Regions from separate parts of the Mus musculus genome. Here region 1 is linked to region 2. Evidence: chromatin contacts called from public promoter capture Hi-C data. All regions are on one chromosome and are shown on one strand. Each heading gives the region's core, a stretch centred on a gene start, on an enhancer-like site or on the middle of the called end of the contact. The rest is flanking DNA. Distances are from core to core; before and after follow the strand shown. Region 1 holds the start of Dnah7b (dynein, axonemal, heavy chain 7B). Region 2 holds the start of Wdr75 (WD repeat domain 75).

Region 1 (2,700 bases), core at 198-2,697, 270 kb before region 2:
GCTCTTGTGTCCAGGGGTGACACCAGTTGGTGATGAAAATGCTACTTTCACCCATAAATTAATGTAAGTTTGTGGGAATGGGCCATTGAGAGTAAAGCCCTGCTGAAGAATGTAGGCTATTGGGGGTGTGCTTTCAACCTGTTGCTCTTTCTCTAGCCTCTTCCCCAGTGCTCTCTGCCATGCCCTCCTCCCTGCTTTGATATAGACTTCAGTCCAGCGCCCAGAAACACCCAGAACCCAGCGACCTCTCAAGCAATGAGACAAAATAAGAATTTTCTCTCTGAGTTGCCTTGCTCTGTTTTGTCACAAAACCTAAATAGCACAAGATTGTAAACTACCCTCCCCTGTGAGGAAGTGTATTTGCCGGTGACTATGCGTGTGCGTGCGTGTGTGATAGGTCCATGTTTTGTGTAAGGGTGCCCCTGCCTCTGCACAGAAGCCAGTGAATCACTCACTGACTTACTACTTTGAGACAAGGTCTCTCACTGGACCAGATACTAAGGGGTTGGATGGGAAGTTGCAGCAATCCTCCTGTCTCTGCCCCTCACAGTGCTGGGTTACAGGCAACCTCAGTCACACTGGGCCTTGAAGTGGGTGCTGGGGATTTGAGTCTATGTCTTCATGTCTTCATATCAAGCTCTTAAGCACTAAGCCATCTCCCCAACCCCCACATCATCTTTTGCAGCCATTTTCACAACAAACTGAATTTATAAGAGAAACCACTATGGAGGGATGAAAACTCTTAAAAGCTGAGTACAATTTTCAGATTCAGAATCAACTTCATTTTATTTGGGTTGAGCTGGCATCAAAACCATTGACCATGTTTCATGCTATAGTTACTCAAGTTCAACAAATAGAGATTTTTAATTTTAGGCAGTATCTATTGTAGATTGCATCTTTTATTGCATACCACTGGACTAAGTGAGAACCGGGGTGACCTGTAATCTCAGCACTGGCGGGGGCGAGAGAGGGTGTTGCGAGTTTAAAGCCAGCCTGGCCTAAATACTGGACCCCAGGCCAGCTTGGGGTGGGAAGGCTTGGTAAATAGCAAGTCTCTGTCCCCTGGTTGGGGAGGGGAGTCCATGCCAACAGAGACGTCCCGCCCACCCTTCTCCCACCCAAACACTCCCAGTGTGCAGCTGGGGTCGCTGTGGAGCCAGTTTTGTGTCCCGTTGTTACAATAACAACCAGGTCCAGCGGTTGGGAAGGAAACTGGAGGGAAACGCTCAACGCCGGGGCGGTACTGCTCCTGTGTGCCTGGCCCCCGGGATCGACCCTGGCGGCCCAGCTCTCACCTTCTTGCTGCTCATGGCGGCAAGGACTTGCGGGCCAGGCAGGATCGGCCGGGATCGTTGCTGCGGGAGTCAGAAACAGAAGACCAGAGTTGTTCGCCGCTGGACTGCTTGCTTGGTCTCAACACTCTTCTGAGCTGAGAGCTTTAACCGCCAAGGTCGATTCGTTGCTAAGCAACAAACTGGCGGAATCCACTTCCGGTCATCTGCATCTGCGAGATTTGGAGCAGAACTTTCTGAGAGGTCGAGCAGAGTGGCTCTCTGAGGCATAGGTAGCTTCCAACCCAGCCCTCACCCTCCTTAAGGGTGGGTGGCAACTGTGCTCCTGTACCCAAGGCCTGGCCCCTTCTCTTCTTCATGGGACCGGGAAATCCCATCTTTTCCTCTTCTCCAGCAGTTAGCTTCTGCCCTCTTTATTAACACAATCAAGAAACAGTTAGGGAATCAATAGCTCCCTCTACAGAATATTGCTGGATATTGTTCACTGTTGGTTGCTAGTGCAATTTTAAAAGTGATAATTCTTCTCTATCCTAGCTAGCTCTCAAATAAATGAGAAACAGACTATAAGATTTATTAATCAAGCTGCTTTAGAGCATAGTAGCTGAGCCATTATTAATTGATTCTATTCCTTTAAACTATCTGCCTACCTCCTAGCCCAAATCCCTGAGATACTTGCAGTATGGTATTGATTTAGCTCTTTCTCTTTCTGCTCCAAGTGTGGGTTCCCATGGTGTCTTTTCCACACTCTTCTCCTGGTGACACTTTGCTTCTCTCTCTCCCCGTCCCCTGTCTGAGATCAGAAGTCCAGCCCTATTCTCTTTTCTGATTGGCTGATCAGCTTTTATTAGCAAATCAGAGACTACATGGGAAGCAATGTTTACACAATATTCAGGCAGAAGGCACATAGAATAACCATTACATGGCATGTTCAAGTTGCAACCAGATATGGGGGCAGAGAGATCAACATTTGAATAATCCAAGGATAATCTTTACACAGTGCGCAATAACATTATGCTTACAATTGGTTCTCTTCTGGCCCCTCCCAGTGCTGCTGTATCACAATGCACCACTCCAAAGCTCCATGGTATGCTCACCCCTGACGACCTGAAATCATTAGTTTACTCTCTTTCAGAAGCCTTTGATATCACTTATCACATCCCTTAAAACACCTTTTGCCTCGGTTGTCTTATTATTCTATTTTCTTTTTACCTCCTCACTTTTTCTGAGCTCTTTTTTAGGGTTCCCCCTTCTGTTCAGTTTTTAAGCTATTGGTATTTAGTATTTAGGTTGTTTTAAAAACAGATTTCCATTTGTTCTTGTTTTACATACTTTGTGAACTTTTTAATTGGAGCTTAAGGATTTGATGTTTGGGGCATGGGGTGATTCTAGTTTTCTGAGTTACCATTAG
Region 2 (2,700 bases), core at 155-2,654:
ATAAATACCTTTCTAAAATAGGGGTATTTACTATTTGCAGTTCACAGTTGCAGAGGGTAGAATCCATGACCATCACAGTGGAGCCCATGATGGGTGTGTGTGTGTGTGTGTGTGTGTGTGTGTGAGAGAGAGAGAGAGAGAGAGAGAGAGAGAGAGAGGGAGAGAGAGAGAGAGAGAGAGAGAAAGAGAGAGAGAGCTGGAGCAGTACAGGAGACATCCCTGTGCAGAGAGCTGATAATGGATTAGGCTTTTGAACCTTTCAAGCCTGCCCCATTGGCACACCTCCTCCAAGGAGGGTCTGCTTCCTAATCCTTCAGGAATAATTGCTCCTCTTGGGGATCAAGCATTCAAACAACTGAGCCTAAGTATCTCTACATTCAGAGTGCTCTGAAAAACTAGCCCTACTACACACCTCTTCTAGATGATACAACGTGGCAGCAACAATGCCAGCTGACAAGCAGCGAACTGAAAGCCACTATTGTAAAAGTTGTGTGCATATAGACACTTTCTCCTACAGATCTAACATCTGTTTTTATGTAAAACTCAAAAAAAAAAAAAAGGAAAAAAGGAGCCTGGTAATTATGATGTTTTTCTGCGGGAAAAAGGCTGAATCATTAATGATTTTGAAGTCCAAAACGTTCCACACGTGAACATTAGTCTGCATGGTCAGACCGGTGCACATACGGAGAGAGTGACCATTTTCCAACCGAGCGGCTCCTAGTCCCTTGTAGACACCTGACCTGCCCCTGTAACCGCCAACCTTCCCGCAGGTGGAGTCCTGGGTGCAAGGCACACAGACACAGCAGCAAAGCCGGGCGGCTCCGGGGAGCTCCGGGTCGGTCCATGCGCTGCGCGGCGCCGCGGACTCCAGCCTCGCAGTCCGACCGTGGGCCGCGCCGCGCCGGGCACTCCCCTCCCCGGCCCGCGGTGCCCGGAGCCCTGTTGACCCGCAGCCTACTGCATACTTGGAATCCACGGAGAACACGGCCCTCCTGAAGTTCAGCCGGCTGCCGCCGCAGCGAACCACGCGGACTCCCTCTTCTACCATCTTCACGCAGGCGCAGGAAGCACCGAGCACCGGCCGGATTACGAACTTCCTTCATAGGCCGACTGGCCTGGCCCTACTCTTCCGCCCGCGGCCCGCCTGGGCCTCTCTAGCCTGGAGACTCTATGGTCGGCTCCACGCCTACGCCGCCATCTTTAGTTTGGGCAGGGTCAAATTAAAACCCTTGTAGAAGGAGTAAAGCCCAACAGCCACGCACAAAGTTAAATCATACCAGATGCCGCTACAGCTATTCGATACAGAAGAGAGTTTTCTCTTCGGCCTCTTTTACCGGACTCTAAAGGTTCCGCCAGAAGCGGAAGTGAACATCCTTTCTCCTACTGAAGCCGTTGCCTTTTCTGTCACTGTGATTGAGCGACAGCAAGATGACGCAGTCACCCTACTCCTATCCCACCCCCCTCCGTTGCCTTTTTTTGGGAGGGGGCGGGGTTCAAAGAGCGTCTTCTTGCAATGGTAACTGAAGTGGGGCGCTTTAGCTCTTTATGGCGGTTCTATGAGCATCGCTAAGTTCCTGTAGCATCTACGCCACACTTGCCAATGCAGTTTCGACTCCAGAATAAAAGTACACCTTGGTGTCAGGGCTCCTGCAGTGATGTCCGGTTTGCTCCAGTTGTTCAGTTCCTGTTGTTCAGAAGCCCTGACTTCTGAGGATGTTGATTCTTTTTTTTTTTTTTTTTTAGGTATTTATTTCAGTTACATTTCCAATGCTATCCCAAAAGTCCCCCACACGCTCCCCCACCCACTCCCCCACCCTCCCACTCCCACTTCTTGGCCCTGCCGTTCCCCTGTACTGAGGCAGATAAAGTTTGCGTGTCCAATGGGCCTCTCTTTCCACTGATGGCCGACTAGGCCATCTTCTGATACATATGCAGCTAGAGCTCCGGGAGGTACTGGTTAGTTCATATTGTTGTTCCACCTATAGGGTTGCAGATCCCTTTAGCTCCTTGGTTACTTTCTCTAGCTCCTCCATTGGGGGCCCTGTGATCCATCCAGTAGCTGACTGTGAGCATCCACTTCTGAGGATGTTGATTCTTAACACTTTGTGTTTTGTATTCGAGGTTGCTGCATATCTGTGTTGAACCGTTCGTTTGTCAATATTTTCCATTGTGCTGGCTCTTAACGACCCCTAAGGAAGGGCATCTGATATCTTAACCCTAACAGGAGCAGATTCTTGATACATTTGAAATTCACCATAACTTTATGCTGATTCATAGCAGGAAAAATATAATCCTAAGGGTCAAAACATCTATAGATCTTTAGGCAGGAGAGAGAGAGAGAGAGAGAGAGAGAGAGAGAGAGAGAGAGAGAGAGAGAGAGAGACGATTAGTTTTTGTTGGGTTCATAGTTTGGGGAGACAGAGCTAGACAGGAAGATACTGATTCTGTTTTTATCTCAAATTTAAAGAGTTTCTTTTTCATAATTATGGTATGCTTTTTCATAGTGGAAGAACATAGTGAGCTTAACCCCCCATCCCACCCTAGACTCTTGATGTCTAAGTAATACATCCTTTAAACTTGGAAACTTTGAGATCGGATATATGCTTATTATATTCTGAGACAATGAAGAAAATAAATGATCAAACTAGTTTTTACTTCAGTTGTTTTACTGTTTGGTGAACTTCGTTTAAATTAAGAAAG

Evidence for each region. Capture Hi-C pulls out chosen DNA fragments and counts their contacts.
Region 1: a promoter capture Hi-C map of pancreatic islet shows a contact between it and region 2. The contact joins the promoter of Dnah7b here to the promoter of Wdr75 in region 2. A contact is called at or near these places in 1 of 115 datasets of contacts at active chromatin or transcription factors (craniofacial prominence) and 1 of 9 other capture datasets (pancreatic islet).

Annotation. Positions count from the first base shown.
Region 1 is chr1:46,065,600-46,068,299 of GRCm38.p6, reverse strand. It overlaps Dnah7b (dynein, axonemal, heavy chain 7B), which reads right to left and starts at 1,447. Exons shown (of 65, transcript NM_001368717.1): 1 at 1,296-1,447. The coding sequence starts at 1,310.
Region 2 is chr1:45,793,870-45,796,569 of GRCm38.p6, reverse strand. Wdr75 (WD repeat domain 75) reads right to left here and starts at 1,404. Exons shown (of 21, transcript NM_028599.3): 1 at 966-1,404. The coding sequence starts at 1,048.